Linked DNA regions of Zea mays: region 2 is linked to region 1. Evidence: chromatin contacts called from public Hi-C data. All regions are on one chromosome and are shown on one strand. The core of a region is the stretch at or near the end of the contact, and the rest is flanking DNA. Distances in the headings are between cores, read along the strand shown. Region 1 holds the start of LOC103650711. Region 2 holds the start of LOC541626 (ferredoxin).

Evidence for each region. Hi-C and Micro-C count contacts between places; a contact is called where the count stands out from the background.
Region 2: a Hi-C map of ear shows a contact between it and region 1, with 2.5 times the contacts expected there. The contact joins the promoter of LOC541626 here to the promoter of LOC103650711 in region 1. A contact is called at or near these places in 2 of 25 Hi-C or Micro-C datasets (ear and leaf).

What each region holds. Positions count from the first base shown.
Region 1 is chr3:148,923,532-148,931,154 of Zm-B73-REFERENCE-NAM-5.0, forward strand. LOC103650711 reads right to left here and starts at 3,776. Exons shown (of 12, transcript NM_001324272.1): 1 at 3,501-3,776; 2 at 1,935-2,045; 3 at 1,286-1,374; 4 at 735-781; 5 at 565-645; 6 at 320-485; 7 at 1-176. The coding sequence starts at 3,679.
Region 2 is chr3:149,354,530-149,362,152 of Zm-B73-REFERENCE-NAM-5.0, forward strand. LOC541626 (ferredoxin) reads right to left here and starts at 4,807. Exons shown (of 7, transcript NM_001111381.1): 1 at 4,215-4,807; 2 at 3,997-4,130; 3 at 3,830-3,908; 4 at 3,645-3,736; 5 at 3,467-3,544; 6 at 3,058-3,355; 7 at 2,578-2,931. The coding sequence starts at 4,572. The coding sequence ends at 2,864.

The DNA.
Region 1 (7,623 bases), core at 2,526-5,025:
TGGTCTCCTGCGAGGTGTGTCACCACGTCTGACAGGAGAAGGATCTGGTCGGCGACGTATAGGTGGAGAATCAGGACGGCGCCTAGGTGATGGGTCAGGTGGACGCCTGGGTGATTCAGCCCTTCGATTTGGAGATCGTTTCCGTAGAGGTGAAGCTGGTTTCCTTCGTGGAGATGCTGCAGACAAGTGTGAAGTATGCAAACAATTAATTCATCATAGAGCTGAACATGCACCTTCAGGGAGCAAGTTCCTTGATACAAGCAGAAGTAACAAGCGAACAATAAGGAAGATTATATAGTTTCGAAGTTCAGAAGCGTACATTCCTTAGGACGCTGCTGGGCATCCTTTTCAGCACTGCTAACACCTTTTTCAATCTGAAGAGCATCTCTTTTTGGAGGAGGGGGCGGAGCTTTTACAGGTGATGCAGCCCTTTGGCGTGGTTGAAGAGTGAATCTCAACTTAACAATATTTCCATCAATTTGACCCTGGATAGATTTTTAGAACTTGTTGGCCATTTACTTTTCAACAAAAAAAGACAGAATAAGCATAGGGTAGAATGCATACACCATCCATGTGAAGAAGAGCCTTCTCAGCATCAGCTCTCTTCTTGAATTCAATATATCCATAGCCACGAGGAAGGTTAACCTAAGAAAACAAACAGCAGGTGTTCAGGAGAGCACAAGACATACATCCCCACCAGAATAATAGAACAAGAGATCGACATGTTCACTTACCATTCGGTCCATTGATAGCTCCACATTCACCACTTCGCCAAAGTTTCCTGAAAATACAGATAATTAGTCCAATATGGTTTTTTGGATTCATTTGGCAACATAACGACTTCGCAAAAGCACTTGTTTATTGCCAGTACTGTATGCAAGAGTTTGTAGGAACAACAGTAAAATCCTACTAGAATCAGCAAGTCTTTTGGCCGATTACTATAGAAACAGGATCATCCCCACATGAGGCTACCAGTGGGAAGATCAGTGTGTTTAACCAAACCAATGTGGGTACATCATGAACACATGATTGTTGGAGATAGATACAAAAATATATATTGGCTCCAACCATAATATAGACTGTAGACATTTGAATACTAAAAAATGGATACTATTACTATCATAAACACTAAGTGGTCACTCAGGTGATAATCACACAAGGAAAACTCATGGAAATGCAAATATAATTTTACTATCTTTAATGTCTTCACTATGAATATAATCATCACAGTAGACTTTCAAGTTACAACAGAATAAAGTGCATGGAAATATAAACACAAACTCACCAAATATCTCTTTCAAGTGAGCCTCATTAACATTCCTTGATAAATGATCAATGCAGAGAACAGCTGATTCAGCAGGAGGCGACACTTTCCTGAAACCAATAACCTCTTTAATAATTTAGGGCACAAGAGTCATGTGTAGAGATAAGAGATGGAAACACGGAGCACAAAACCATGCAGAGTTCCTAGGGAAACAGATGAAATCTCTGAAAATAACAGAAATTGCTCAGCAGCAGGTTATGTTACATGATAGAAAATTTCCCAGAAATATATAGTGCAAAAGAAGTCGATAAGCTTATGAACAGTAATCAGCAACATCACAGGTGCAAAGAAAATTATCAGATGCTGCTATGATATTTTCTTACTAACGTGAGGAGCTGTAGCACCCAGCATAATAAGAACTTTGAAGATCCTTTGTATTGTTAGCACATATACAGCATCCTATTTGACAAACTACAATTCACTTCATATATACAAGATAAAACCCATATACAGCATCCTATTTGACAAAATACAGTTTACTTCACATATAGAAGATGAAAATGATAGTCAAATAAAAAGTGAAACAGCATGCTTAAATATATATAATTAACAAAAAACATAGCCAGAGAATTAAAGTAACATATGCAGTTATATGAAAACCTGTATATACCTAGGGGGTGAAGCCTTTTTAAGTGGTGGTGATGGCGAACGGACTTTCTTTGAAGGTGAACCCTTTTTAGGGGGCGGTGAAGGTGATCGCCCTTTCCGTGCTCCAGGCGAACTGGGCAGACAATAGTATCCATAAGTAAATGCACCCGATATAAAGAGAACCAGCATAAGAAACATTACAGTTCATGAGAAAAATACCAAACAACCATGTTCAAGCAGAATGTACGCCATGTAACTGTTTGACTTCATATATGAGAAAAGTTTAAATTGCCATGAGCCCATGACAGCAATAAAAATATGTTAACAGGGAGAAGCAAAAGCATGTGGCAGGATGGATTCTGTTGGGGGTATGCTTCGTAGCCGAAGATCCTAAAAAGAACACCTTCGAAAGGTCTTCTCAGAAGCAAGCGCCGAAGCTATTATCTATGAAGCTTCGGCACAAAGACAAATCTCAAGATGAAGGATCGAACCGACTTAAAGATGAATTGACTTAAAGACCCATAATGTTTTGTGTCATTATTGTAGTCGATTGTAAAGGATATAAATGTAATTTTGCGCAGGTTGCATCCTGTGCCTATAAATAGGTGAACAGTATCCCGGTACTGTTCACGCGATCCTGTAATCACGGACACGTTACGCCCGGATTATTGTTTTCTGTCAAGACGAATGTATAAATGTTCTTAAATATCATGTTTCAATACTTGTATATTCATATAATAAAACATGTGAGTATATTTTGTGTTTTATATTTCATTTCTCATTGTTGTCTTAAAAACATGATCACGAAGGTGAAACCTTCGTGATACTCTACTCATGACCTTCGTCCGAAGCTCATTAAATCCTTGGGGAGATAATGCTTCAGCGGACGAAGGGCATTTATACTTAACATTTTTGTGTTGCCTTGTTCTTAATTCGAAGCATTTGAGAACAAGTCCCCAACAGATTCAATCAATAAAATGGTATCAACAAATTGATTTGGGTTGCAAATGCTGGCCAGCACAGGCCTGTGCTATTATAGGAACTGCAAAAGGCACGGCTAAATAATAAGCCTACGGCAGAGAAATGGAACCAATCAAAGGTGTCCATCTGAATTCTGAATGCAGGGTCATATATTTAACTTATGTTTCCAGCCTATCACAAGCAAAACTGAAAAAACTGAATTCAGCGTTAGAAAAAACTGTTACCAGACTCTGGCTCTGTTCACTGCTGAATGACAGCATCAATTCTGTTGAGTGCCACAAGGTATAACTGTAACTGTATTCAACAGAAGTAGTTTGAACACGCAAGCCACGATTGTGGAAGTGTAAAATTATCTGAATCAAGCAGCCCCGTTCTAGATACTCCAGTTGCAGCCACCTCAAGGCTTAAGATGAGGTTACAGATGGCACTAGGGTTTGACAAAGTGACACACAAATATGTAAATAAATCGTAAACGTTGAAGACGGGGATAACTCGCTACCCGGACAAACAACTAAACACACATGAAAAAACATCCGAACAAATGCAAGAGAACCTAACAGATTAGCCTAGAATCAGTGGATCTATACCGTATAGGGTCGAGCCTCACCTGCGCTTAGCCTGAGGAGGGGAGCGGCTCCGGGACTGGGAGGACGACGACGAGAAGGAGCGGGAGCGCGACCGGGAGCGGGACGAGACAGAGCCGGAGGAGACGGAGTGGGACAGCGAGCGGGAAGAAGATCCCGAGGAGGAGCGAGACGCGGAGCGGCCGCGCCGAGGCTTCGCCATCGTCCCCGGCGGCGGCCGGGCGAAAGTCGGCGAGCCTGTGGCGTTGAGCTAGGGTTTTGAGCGGGGTTGGGAGAAGGAAGAGATAGAGTGTATGGTTCCATCCACACTCCAACTCAACCCACCCGTGTCTGTGTGAAAAGAGCCCCGGCTGCTGTCCATGTCCACTCCTTTTTTCGGCCCAGTTGGCCCAATAGACCCCGCAAAAGGAGGCCGTGTTTGGATCTGATTTTTGGGGGCTTTTCATCTAAAATAAGTAGAAACAGTTCCAAACACCCAACTTTTTAGTGCATCTTCAATACATCCCTAAAATCATTGTCCTAATCCTTATTTTAGGGGAAATAATTCCACAGTAATGTATGTAGCATTCCTAAACTTTCGCAGGTGAAAATCATCGTGTGCACGGCGCAAACATTTGTTGCCGTCGAGCTCCCAATCGCACCGTTTTTCGTTTCCCACGTGGTTTTCACCAGCATTCAGTCGACTAGGGTGGCACACACTTTTGCGCCTGTCCATGGACAATATACAGCGAAAATGAACAGCAAAAAATATTAGAAAATGATATACAATGCCACACATCCTACAAGTCGTAACGTTGACATGAATGTGCAACACAACACGTCATCTTAGTCAAATTGTGCCCTCTACACCAAATTGTGCTCTAATTATTTGACATTCGATCTGGATGCAACAAATTAAGATTTTTTCACGTGCAATAAGTCATGATGATATAGTATTATGGGTCCTATTGAGTACGTTTTTGAGAATATATTGGGAGTTGTTGGAGTACTAACACTTTTTGGAATTAATAGATTTAGGGAGATCTTAATTCCCATGTAATGGGAGATTTATTTTTAGGATCTTTTGGAGATGCTCTTACGAGCTTATCCCAACATCAGCTTTTCCAAAATAACTAGCGAAACACATGAGCCAAACGCCACCACCGAGCGGCTCTCCGGCTTTTCGCCCGTGTGTGCCTCTTCTCTGTCAGGTCCGCATGTGACCGCCCCGACCACCAGTGCCACCCTTCCCCACCCATCGATAGTGCACCTCTTTGTCGCCTCCGGTGCCCCTCTCCTCGTCCCCGCCAACGAAGTTCACATCCTCCCCCATCATAGGCATCGCTCGCGAGCTTCTCTTATTATTGGCGTCGAGCACGAGTTCCCCATCGTCGCCACCGTGTGCGCCTCCCGCAAAGCCATCACCTGACACGCATCCTCCTTCCACTTGCATCGCGTCGAGGCAAGATCCTTCTTATCCTTGCTTTTGGGCCAGCCATGGATCCTGCTCTTCCCTCCGTTTCACTATTGGCAACGCGATAAACAACGAGCGAGAGGGAACATGAAAAGCTACAAAAGTACCAAACATCTGGGCTGGCTTTTTTCTAGCTTCTTCAGTAAGTGTTTTTTCTCAACAACCAAGTAAATGCTAGTTTATTAAAATAAGCTCTTAAAAATAAGTGGATCCAAACATACAAGTAGACTGAAAGAAGAGAATTAATGGGAATTGGTTCTGTACGGTGAAATTTGAAAATGATTCTTTGTGGTCCTCTTAAAAAATTGCTTTTATTTGGATAAACTATTTGTGTATTGTAATTCTATGCATGGAGTGAATTCAGAGAGAGAGAGTCAATTTTTAGCTCCTAATCCTATTTCATTTTAGTGAATCACTTCACATCATCAACGTAGAATCGGTTGGTAGAAAAAGAAAATTGTTTGGCAAAAGTCGATCCAACTTTGAAGACACTTTCCAAGATCCGTCAAAATCCCAAAGAGGCCCTAACATGTTTTAGAGCAGGGGTATATTTATGATGTGTTATAGAAAAACACCGTAGTAGAGAACTTTTGGAAGGATTTATCAGCTATCGTCTGAGACAATGAATAGTTGCTATAGTCATCATCATAGATGTCAATGAGTATATTGTTATTGTCCCTTTAGAAAACACATTTATAGATGACTCTACGACACCACGATATTAAAGGTTCCCTTCTACCAATGTATACTTCTTAGCCTAGTAAGAGATGTACTCCACAACTATATCATCATTAGGGAGGTTATTGTCATTTAAGTAGTCTAGGATCTTAGAGATCTATGCATCAAGTTCTATCTAAGCATTCCTAGCTAGGTCTATGGGCCCGGGCCGGGGTAGTCTAAGACATCATTTATGGTGGGCGAGGCGTTTGAATTCAACACTGTTGGGGCCACCAACGCTCATGTGTCAGTTGAGTCCTCGCGTAGGTAGATATAGTTAGTGGCATGTTTTGGGAGCCTTAACTCGTAGGTCCTCACAAGTTGAGGTACCTAAGTTGAAGAAACTGTGAACAGTTCACTGGACATCATGTTTTCTATCTTATAAGAATATATATGCACAATGTCGAATGAGAGATCCAACTACTTGGCTTCGATGGTGTTGGCCGCCGGCTGTTTGTTGTTACATGCAGAGCCTACAAACTTGATTGATCACCAGCTCGAAGTCACCTTGACTAACAACTAGGGAACTTCGAGAGGGATGATGATTTTTCAGGCCAATGGTGAGTGTCTCGTACTCGGCCATATTATTTGTGGTGGAAAAATAAAGGTATAATACATAGTAGATTTGTTCATTGGTTGGAGAAACCAGAAGAAACCATGTGTTAGCGTTGTCATGACGGCTAGACCCATCAAAGTTGAGCACCAACGGATCATCATTGAGAGGTGGTTCATAAACGATATGGGTAGAATCTGGATCTAAGTCTAAGTGACCTGAGGGGGTCCACTCTACCACAAAAAGTCTACGGGTGCCTAGCTCTTCACTATGGCGGGGACCAAAAATGGAGGTTGCAAAAATGGAGGTCAAACTCTGCTAGCTCTGCTGGCCACTTTTTTGTGTACTTGGTAGCATGGTGAATGTGTAGCACCACTCTCTGTAGAAAGGATGTTGTAGGGTAAACATGGAGAACAAGAAGAACATAAATAGTTTTTTTCTAAAACTTGAGGCACAATGGAATTAAACTTACCGATCTAGTCAAGACTATACCCCACTATCTATTAATAACACCTTATAAAGATCTTAGTTAAACAACTAAAGTACTACTCTTTGCAGAGCTCACCTAACAATTATAGTTGACAAGGTCATACAAACCTATACAGCTAGTACTTCAAACGAACAGGGAGTTCCTACAAATACTAGTGACCAAAGCACGCAAAGCCTAAGCTCATGTAATACCCAAAGTTGTAAACCATAGAAAATGGGGATAACTCTCTTATGCATTTTGTCTCTACTTATGATCATATGAGAACACCCACTCCTAAAAAAGAATGAATAACAAATAACACATGAACAACTTGTGCATCATGTTGGAGTTTAATTGTTTGTGCATTTAAAAATAATTATAATAATAATGGTAATAAGAATACCTTAATAATGGAAAGGAGGTTTAACCCTGAAAGGGAATTAGGCTTACACCTAGTTCCTAATTGATTTTGGTGGTTGAAGTGCCCAACACAAATAATTGGACTAACTAGTTTGCTCTAGTCTATAAGTTATACAGGTGCCAAAGGTTCACACTAAGCCAATAAAAAGACCAAGAAAAGGGTTCAACTAAGAGAGTAAGGGATAATCGAAGGCACCCTGGTCTGGCGCACCGAACTGTCCGGTGCACCACCGGACAGTGTCCGGTGCACCACCGGACAGTGTCCGGTGCACCAGGGGACTCAGAGCTAAACTCCTCACCTTCGGGAATTCTCAGAGGAGCTCCGCTATAATTCACCGGACTGTCCGGTGCACCACCTGACAGTGTCCGGTGCCCCAGGGGAGAGCGACTCTGAACTCGCCAGCTTCGGGAATCCGCTCCGCTATAATTCACCGGACATGTCCGGTGCACACCGGACTGTCCGGTGTGCCAGCGGAGCAACGGCTACTTCGCGCCAACGGTCGACTGCAGGCGCATTAAATGTGCGCCAGCGCG
Region 2 (7,623 bases), core at 3,557-6,056, 430 kb after region 1:
AAACAAGAATTAGATCATGGATACGCAATACCATATGCCCGTTTTAGTGCAAAAACATGTGTAATAAACGTAATTCGTATAGCTCCACGCACACTTATTTATTAGATTTCAATTATTTGGAACAACTTCAGGACTAATGGAAGGACTTCAGTGGGTAACCACTACAACATAAACATCTACAGGGGATTCCTATAGGTGACAGAAGTCTGATTGTACCGAACTCTTGCATATGGCTGAACTGCCTGTCTTTTAGATTAGTCTCAATGATGGTTATCAATTTTGGATTTAGTGTCTTAACTAGCCTATAATCCTTTTTTTTGCCTTTTTTGAAATCTATTATAGATACACCGATAGGATTGGAGTCCCTACCAAGGAGACGGCGTAGATTGTAGGGATGAGACGTTGTAGGGCATGGCTAGGTATGGTTTAAAGATACCGTGGCTGTTGGCGAGAGAGAGCGAGAGGTGGCACTACAACACCGGTGCTGTAGTACTCGCGAGTGCTGTTCATGGGATTAGGTTGCAAGGGCGAGGAGGGAGAAGGGGTGGCGACTAGGGCTCCCGGCTCCCGGAGGGAAGTCGTCGACAAATATGTGCTTTTGCTTCATTTCAAATAGAGTTGTACAGAGTTGTTTAATAGTCCATCCTCTCATCTTATCTTATCTTATCTAACAAACTCCTATCTAATAGCTTATTATCTTATATGTATCTAACTCCTATCTAATAGCTTCTAAGATTGGCTCCAACAGGGCAGCTATTTGGCAATACAAAGCTAATTTACCTAGTCATTTAGTACTGTAGCGGCTCCAATAGCCCAACTATCCAGCCCAGCCAAATTACATGGGAGGAGAGAGAACCGATAAATTAGCTAGCCTAGGCACGCCAGCCATTCCTTTTGGAAGCAACCGTCAGCTCGAACCACGCGAGGGAATCGACGGGCAGCGGCCAGGTGATTTGGCGAGAAAGCTAATTGGGCCAACAGCCACAACCATTTTAGCTGCTTTGTTGTAAACAACAAGTCTGTCATGGACCATGTAAAATACAAGAATGGAAATGACCGGGCAATATGGCTGCTCACTGTTGGAGTTATCTATAATTTGGCGCTGATGCCGGTCATAACATACATATATTTTCATGCCATCAACTGTCCGCTGACCTTTTTTTTTTTGCTCCAGGTCCAGTGAGGATGGTAATATATGTTCTGGACATATCCGCTAAGTTTGCGAAGTTGTTAACTATTACAGCAACGGCTTTATATTATTGTGCCGTGTGTTATTTGTGCTTTATTTCTTTATATCGTAACAAGAGATAATATTGTGCTATTTATAGCTTTGGTTAAGCTTCTAGCGAATGATACTTGCACCTGTAACTGTAGGGCGCGCAAGTGGGCGCCAAATAGTCTAGTAACCTCGATGACGGCCCCGTCAAAAACCTTTTTATTTGGATTCATTAAAGATCTTAAATACTCATTGCAAAATTGGACGATAATAAAATGAGGATGATGAACATTGGGTGTTTGTTTCTAGAGACTATTTTTTAGTCCTGTCATTTTATTTCATTTTAGGTTCTAAATTGCTAAATACGGAAACTAAAACTTAATTTTAGTTTTTATATTTAATAATTTATGACTAAAATAAAATAAAATGGAGAGACTAAAAATAGTCTTTAGAAATCAGACACCCCATATATGACTTAGGTTGTGTTAGGGGAGATATGCGTGATGTGAGCCCCTACGGCTACGTAAGTTGTTGGCTTCAGATTAAAGCTAGTTGTTTGTACTGCTGCTGCAGTTATAATATACAGAGAAAAAATATTGTAGGAGTAGTAGAATTCGATATAGACTAAACCCAAACGAACAGGTTGACGAATTACGTGCTTCTCGTGAAAAAAAATCATATGACTCGTAGAGACGGCCCAAATTCATAATTTCTAGGCCGTGATGTGTAGAGGCTATTGCAGGAAAAAAAAAGAGAGAAATTTTTATATAACATTAAATGGGATCGTTACATGTAGCTGCATGCGGATGTCTTTTTTTGCATCTGGTGTGATGGGGATCTAGGCTGCACCCGGGTGTCTTCTTGCATCTGGTATTCTGGTGGATGGATGCTTTAGAAGCATATACGAACGATGTGGTGCGCCATCCATCAGTCGTTTTGCTGCAAGGATGCAATGCAACCCACCTATGCAATGCAAGCAGTACCGCGCTTGCCGCTACAGGAGGGAGTATTGTATTGTGGTGGATACTGTTTGACAGAGGTTTATCGTCGGAAAAGAAGTGAATTTGGATCTAGAATATACTTGAATTCTCCGAAGTGTTTGTTATAGCTTCCACGCTTCTCTCGGTCTCAGACCTCTACTTGGAGCAATTGTGATTATACCCCTTCTCTAATTCTGTAATTGTGATTTTACTCCTCGTTTATCAACTTTGTGATTTTAGCTCACTATTTTGAAAATGAAGCCACCGTTTATCTCTCTCACTAACACCGTTTATCAACTTTGTGATTTTCGCTAATGGTGTTAAGAGGGAAGGGCAAACGATAGCTTCGTTGTCGAAACAGAAAGGTGAAATCACAAAGTTGAAAAAAGTAAAATCAGAATCAGAGAAGGGTATAATTCATAATTGCCCTAATAAAGAAAAGGCTAATGTGTGTCCTTTCTTTCTCGCAACAAATTCACGTGCAGAGAGACAACAAATTCCTGAAAGAAACGATTATATATGTCTTTCATCATATATAATGTATGTACATCGATAGAATGACGACGAGCCAAACGATTCGATTGATCTCCGCAATACTACGTACAATGCAATGCAAACTCATCACCACCAGATTGCTTGAGCTGAACAATACAATGAAGGATCATCATCAGTAGACTTCGACGTTCCATTGCTCGCTCTTCTTGAGCTGCTTCTTGTAGTCCAACCAGTTGATCCCTGACGGATGATGATGATGATGATGATAACCAAACCAATGCAGCAAGAAAGGTTACGTTAGTTAGCTAGCTACTTGTTCATATCGAGCACAAAAACGAAGGACAAGAGCGATGACAGACAGCTTACCGTCCTTGGCTGCGAGGTCGAGCATGATGTCGTCGATGCCCTTCTCCATGCCCTTGAGCCCGCACATGTAGACGTAGGTGTTGTCCTTCTTGAGCAGCTCCCACAGCTCCTCCTTGTACTCCGCCATGCGCGTCTGGATGTACATCTTCTCCCCGGCCGCGTTCGTCTGCTCCCGGCTCACCGCGAAGTCCAGCCGGAAGTTGTCCGGCGCCATCTCCTTCATCTTCTCCAGCTCCTCCTTGTACAGCAGGGTGTCGCTGGTCGGGACGCCCAGGAACAGCCACGCCAGCCCGGTGTACTATGTATATCATGTTGGATATAGATTCAGTTCATTAATTAATTAGTTCATTTCATCAATTTGTCTGTCTGTCTCTGTTGTTGTTTGATTAATTATTTGAGAGTTTGAGACCTTGTAGTCCTCGTGCTCCTCGAAGAACATCTTCCACAAGAAGGAGCGGAACGGAGCGATGCCGGTACCCGTTGCGAGCTGATGAACACATCAGGATTTACCAGTGCGAGATGATAAGCGGTTTCATGGAGGGATAGCTAGCTAGATGGATGGATGAGCTGACTCTAACTCTACTCACCATGATGATTGTTGCGTTGGGGTCTTTGGGCATGAGCATCTCCTTGCCCACTGGCCCTGTGATCTTCACCTCAGCGCCTGGCTTCAAGTCACCTGCATTAGTATGTATATATATGCTTAGTATATAATATATTAGTCTGCATGGAAGAACTGAGACATGGCGGAAATTAAAGCTAGACAACTGACAGAGGAAGTTCGAGCAGACTCCTTTGACGACCTCCCCCTGATCGTTGGTGTAGACCAGCCTCTTCACGCACAGCGACACCTGCACATCAACAAAAGTTGCCATAGCTATCTTAATGGTGATACATACATATAATTAATTAATTAATTTGTATTAATCATTGGCTCACCGTCTTGGAGTCGCCGAAATCTCCGAGGGCGCTGCTGGCGATGGAGTAGAGCCTGAGCTTGTGCGGCTTGCCGTTCTTGTCCTCGCCATCCGCGATGACGCCGATGGACTGGCCCTCTCTGTAGGGGACCTCGCCTGCATGCACGACCACCCAATACATCACCTTACCTTATCCTAACTAACACTAGATTACTGCTACTAATTAGGTAAGCTACCTACCTTCTGTGCTGAAGACCATGTGCCACGTCTCCCCGGGCGCTTGGTCGCCGGTGATCCTGGTGTTGAGCAGGCACCTCCCGACGTACGGCTCCTTGGGCTTGTACTTGTTGGTGACGAGCCCCTCCTCCTGCTTCTTGGACACCTTCTCCAGCTTCTTGACCGGCTCCGCCTCCGCGGTCTCGGTGGTGGACACCTGCACGCGCAGCCGCACCGCGCGCGGGCCGCCGTGCCGCCGCGGGAACTGGAGGTGGCCGCATGGAGACGACGGGGACGCGGACGCGGACGCCTTGGCCTTGGCGGCGGCAGGGGAGGAGGAGGAGGAGGGCAGAGAGACGGCCGCCGCGGTCACGGCAGCCATGGCTGTGGGTGGGGTCGAATGGAGCGCTAGTGGACCAGATTACAGAGCCGCCGTAGCAAAGATAGCTAGCTAGCTACTGTGGTGCAGGTGCAGTAGAGGAGGGAGAGGATGGGATTTGTATCGGCGGCATGCAGTGCAGTACTGCTGCTCGATCCGAAGAAGAGAGGCGAGGCGAAGGGGCGAGGGAGGGGATGAGTGGAAGAGAGACGAGGTGGGGAGAGCGAGTGGCTGCTGCCCACTCACTGCCTGTGTCTGTCTCTCTCTCTCTCCCCCCTCTTTGACAGCTTAGCAGTGCTCCAGGCCAATGAGGCGGCGCTACGTGGCCATGTACGCTGCTGTCGTGGACTCTAGCAAACGCAGGGAAAAAAGGGTTTACAGGGTCGGGTCGGTTGGGTACGATACGAGACAGGCGGCGACGGCGATGTATGCAACGCCCCAACGGGAATTGACGGGGACAGGGTATCTGGACTGATCCTTATAAATATCGGTTTTTTGTTAAAACTTTTTGAAAGAAAATTTAAAGCTAGTTTTAACTGTGTTTTTATTCTTATAAATATCATCTGTTTCATTGTGTCAAGATCTGTTGTGATAAAAGCTCGTTTGATTTCTTTAGTCGAGTCTCGACTAAAGTTTAGGGTCTATTTAGATCAATGGTGCTAAAGTTTAGCACTATACTTTTTAACTAAATTTGGCACTCGGTCATCCAAAAAATAACTGCTAAAAGTGAAGATAAACTTGAGCATCCAATAATAACAGTTTAAGTTTCTCAAGATGTGCTAAATTTCAGCATTTTGCTAAAGTTTAGCACATGAGATCTAAACAGACCTTAGTTTTTATCATGTTTGATTTTAGGGACTAAAAACATTCAATACACATTAAACGAGACTAAGGACTAGGGACTACAACAGTTTTTTCCGTTTTATTTCCACTCTTTGTCAATTTAGGGATTAAATAAGACTAAAATAGATGGACTAATACTTAGTTCCTAGGACCAAACAAACCCTAATAGGGTGTTTGGTTTGAGGAATAAGCTAGTCCATTATCTTCTCACTCTTCAATATTTTTGTTAGATTTGTGGATTGGAATAAGTTGATCCATCACCACCTCATTACTCATAGTTAGTTAGTTAGTACTAATATGGGGAATGAGGTTATCCCACTAAATTTGAGGAATAAACCCATAATGCACTATCTTAATTTGGATATAATGATTCATTAAACTAAACACCCCTTAAATCTACCTTGTCGCGCCAGATAGATTGACGCGATAGACATACCTCGATACCGGAGAGGATGCGAGAGGATTGGGTGTGTTATGTATGTATTGCAAGAGGAGAGGAGACGAGTGGAAGAGAGACGAGGTGAGCAGCAAGTGGCTGGGTCGGCTACAAGACAGACATCTTTGGCGATTTGAGAATCACATGCATGCGCTCCGCCAGGCAACTAGAAACCGGTTTTTCTTGAAAGTGGAGTGGACCCAGCAGCGCATCAAAACCGTTTTTTCTTTCTTTCTTTTTGAGACCCTGCCGCCCGGTCCGCCCAGTTGCCGGCTCCCGGTCCCGTCCAGGCCACAAACATGCAACGCAACGCAACGCAACTCAGCACTTTTCATCTAAAATTGCTTTTGATGTATTCATGTATTAGTTGTACATGCATGCTGTTCGAACCAAAAAAGAGAGTTGCGGACGGTCCGGCCCTGAGGCCGGACGGTCCGCGGTCTGGACAGTCCGCGCCTGTGGGCCGGACGGTCCGCACGTGCGCAGAACAGATTAGGGTTCCGAGTTTTGTGCTACGGTTGTTAGCTATATTCGCGGGATTAGCTCGGAATCAGTTGTGTAAAGGGTCTAGCCCCCCTCCTCTATAAATAGAGAGGTCTACGGCCGATTTGGAATAATCAACAATCGAATCAATACAACTTTCATTCGCATTTTATCCTAGGAGTAGTTCTAGTCTAGTTTAGGTTTAGCCACTCGATCCCCAAATTCTCCGTCTCTCCTCGACTCTACGTCGATTAGAGGAGTCTAGGTCGGCCTGCCCGAGCCTAGACACCACCTAGGATCTCTACTCCCCGACGGGGTCCCTCCCGGGAGCGAGATCCAGGCGCCGTCGGCGATCTTCCGCCGTCCCTGCGTACGTGCGGACCGTCCGGCCCCAGGGCGCGGACCGTCCGGCCGTCAGGCAGAAGTCCCAGCAGCGCACCAGGCCGCGGACCGTCCGGCCCCAGGCCGCGGACAGTCCGCCCTTGCGCAGAGAGCACCACCGCGCCTCGCACCAGGCCGCGGACCGTCCGGCCCCTGCGCGCGGACCGTCCGCCCCTGTGCAGAGGGCACCGCCACGGTTCTTGTTGAGTGTTTGGCGCTCCGAAAAGGCGTCAATATACTTTTTGGCGACTCCGCTGGGGACAAAACATCTAAGCCCATCAAATCGGCCCTCAATGGCCGGTTCAAGGGAAAGCTCTGATATTTCTCCAAGCAACATCATAGAGCCGACTTGGGAAACCTTGCCGGCTGACGAGCAGCTCCAGTTCGAAGAGCACAAGGAGCAGATGATCCAGGAGGCGAAAGCGAAGTTCTTGGCCAACTTCAAAGTGGACAGGAACAACAAGGTCGTCCGACATCGGGCGACGGATCCGGCTTCGCTCCAACCCACGCCAGATATCCCCAATGTAAGTAATACCAACGATCTGCAATCTCTTAGAAATTATGTAGAAGATCAGCGTGAACAAATGCAGAACATCATAGGGGGTATGCAAAGCGATCTTAAGAGACTAGTACGTGCATTTGATAAATCTAGTACCGCAAATTTTCCTTCGCACGAGGTTGAGTTAGGAGATAACGCGTGTAACACATCGGCTACAGGTTGTCACGACCAGTCACAACCCCTTTATGGGATGCCGATGGACACATACCCTAAGCAACCGCAAATCGGCAGCAAATCAGCCGATCTGCACATGCCCGGACCGTCCGCACGTGAGCGCGGACCGTCCGGGCCAGCAACAGTCGGGCCTATTTTTAATGAGTTACCTAGATATGCGCCCGAGCCACCACACACG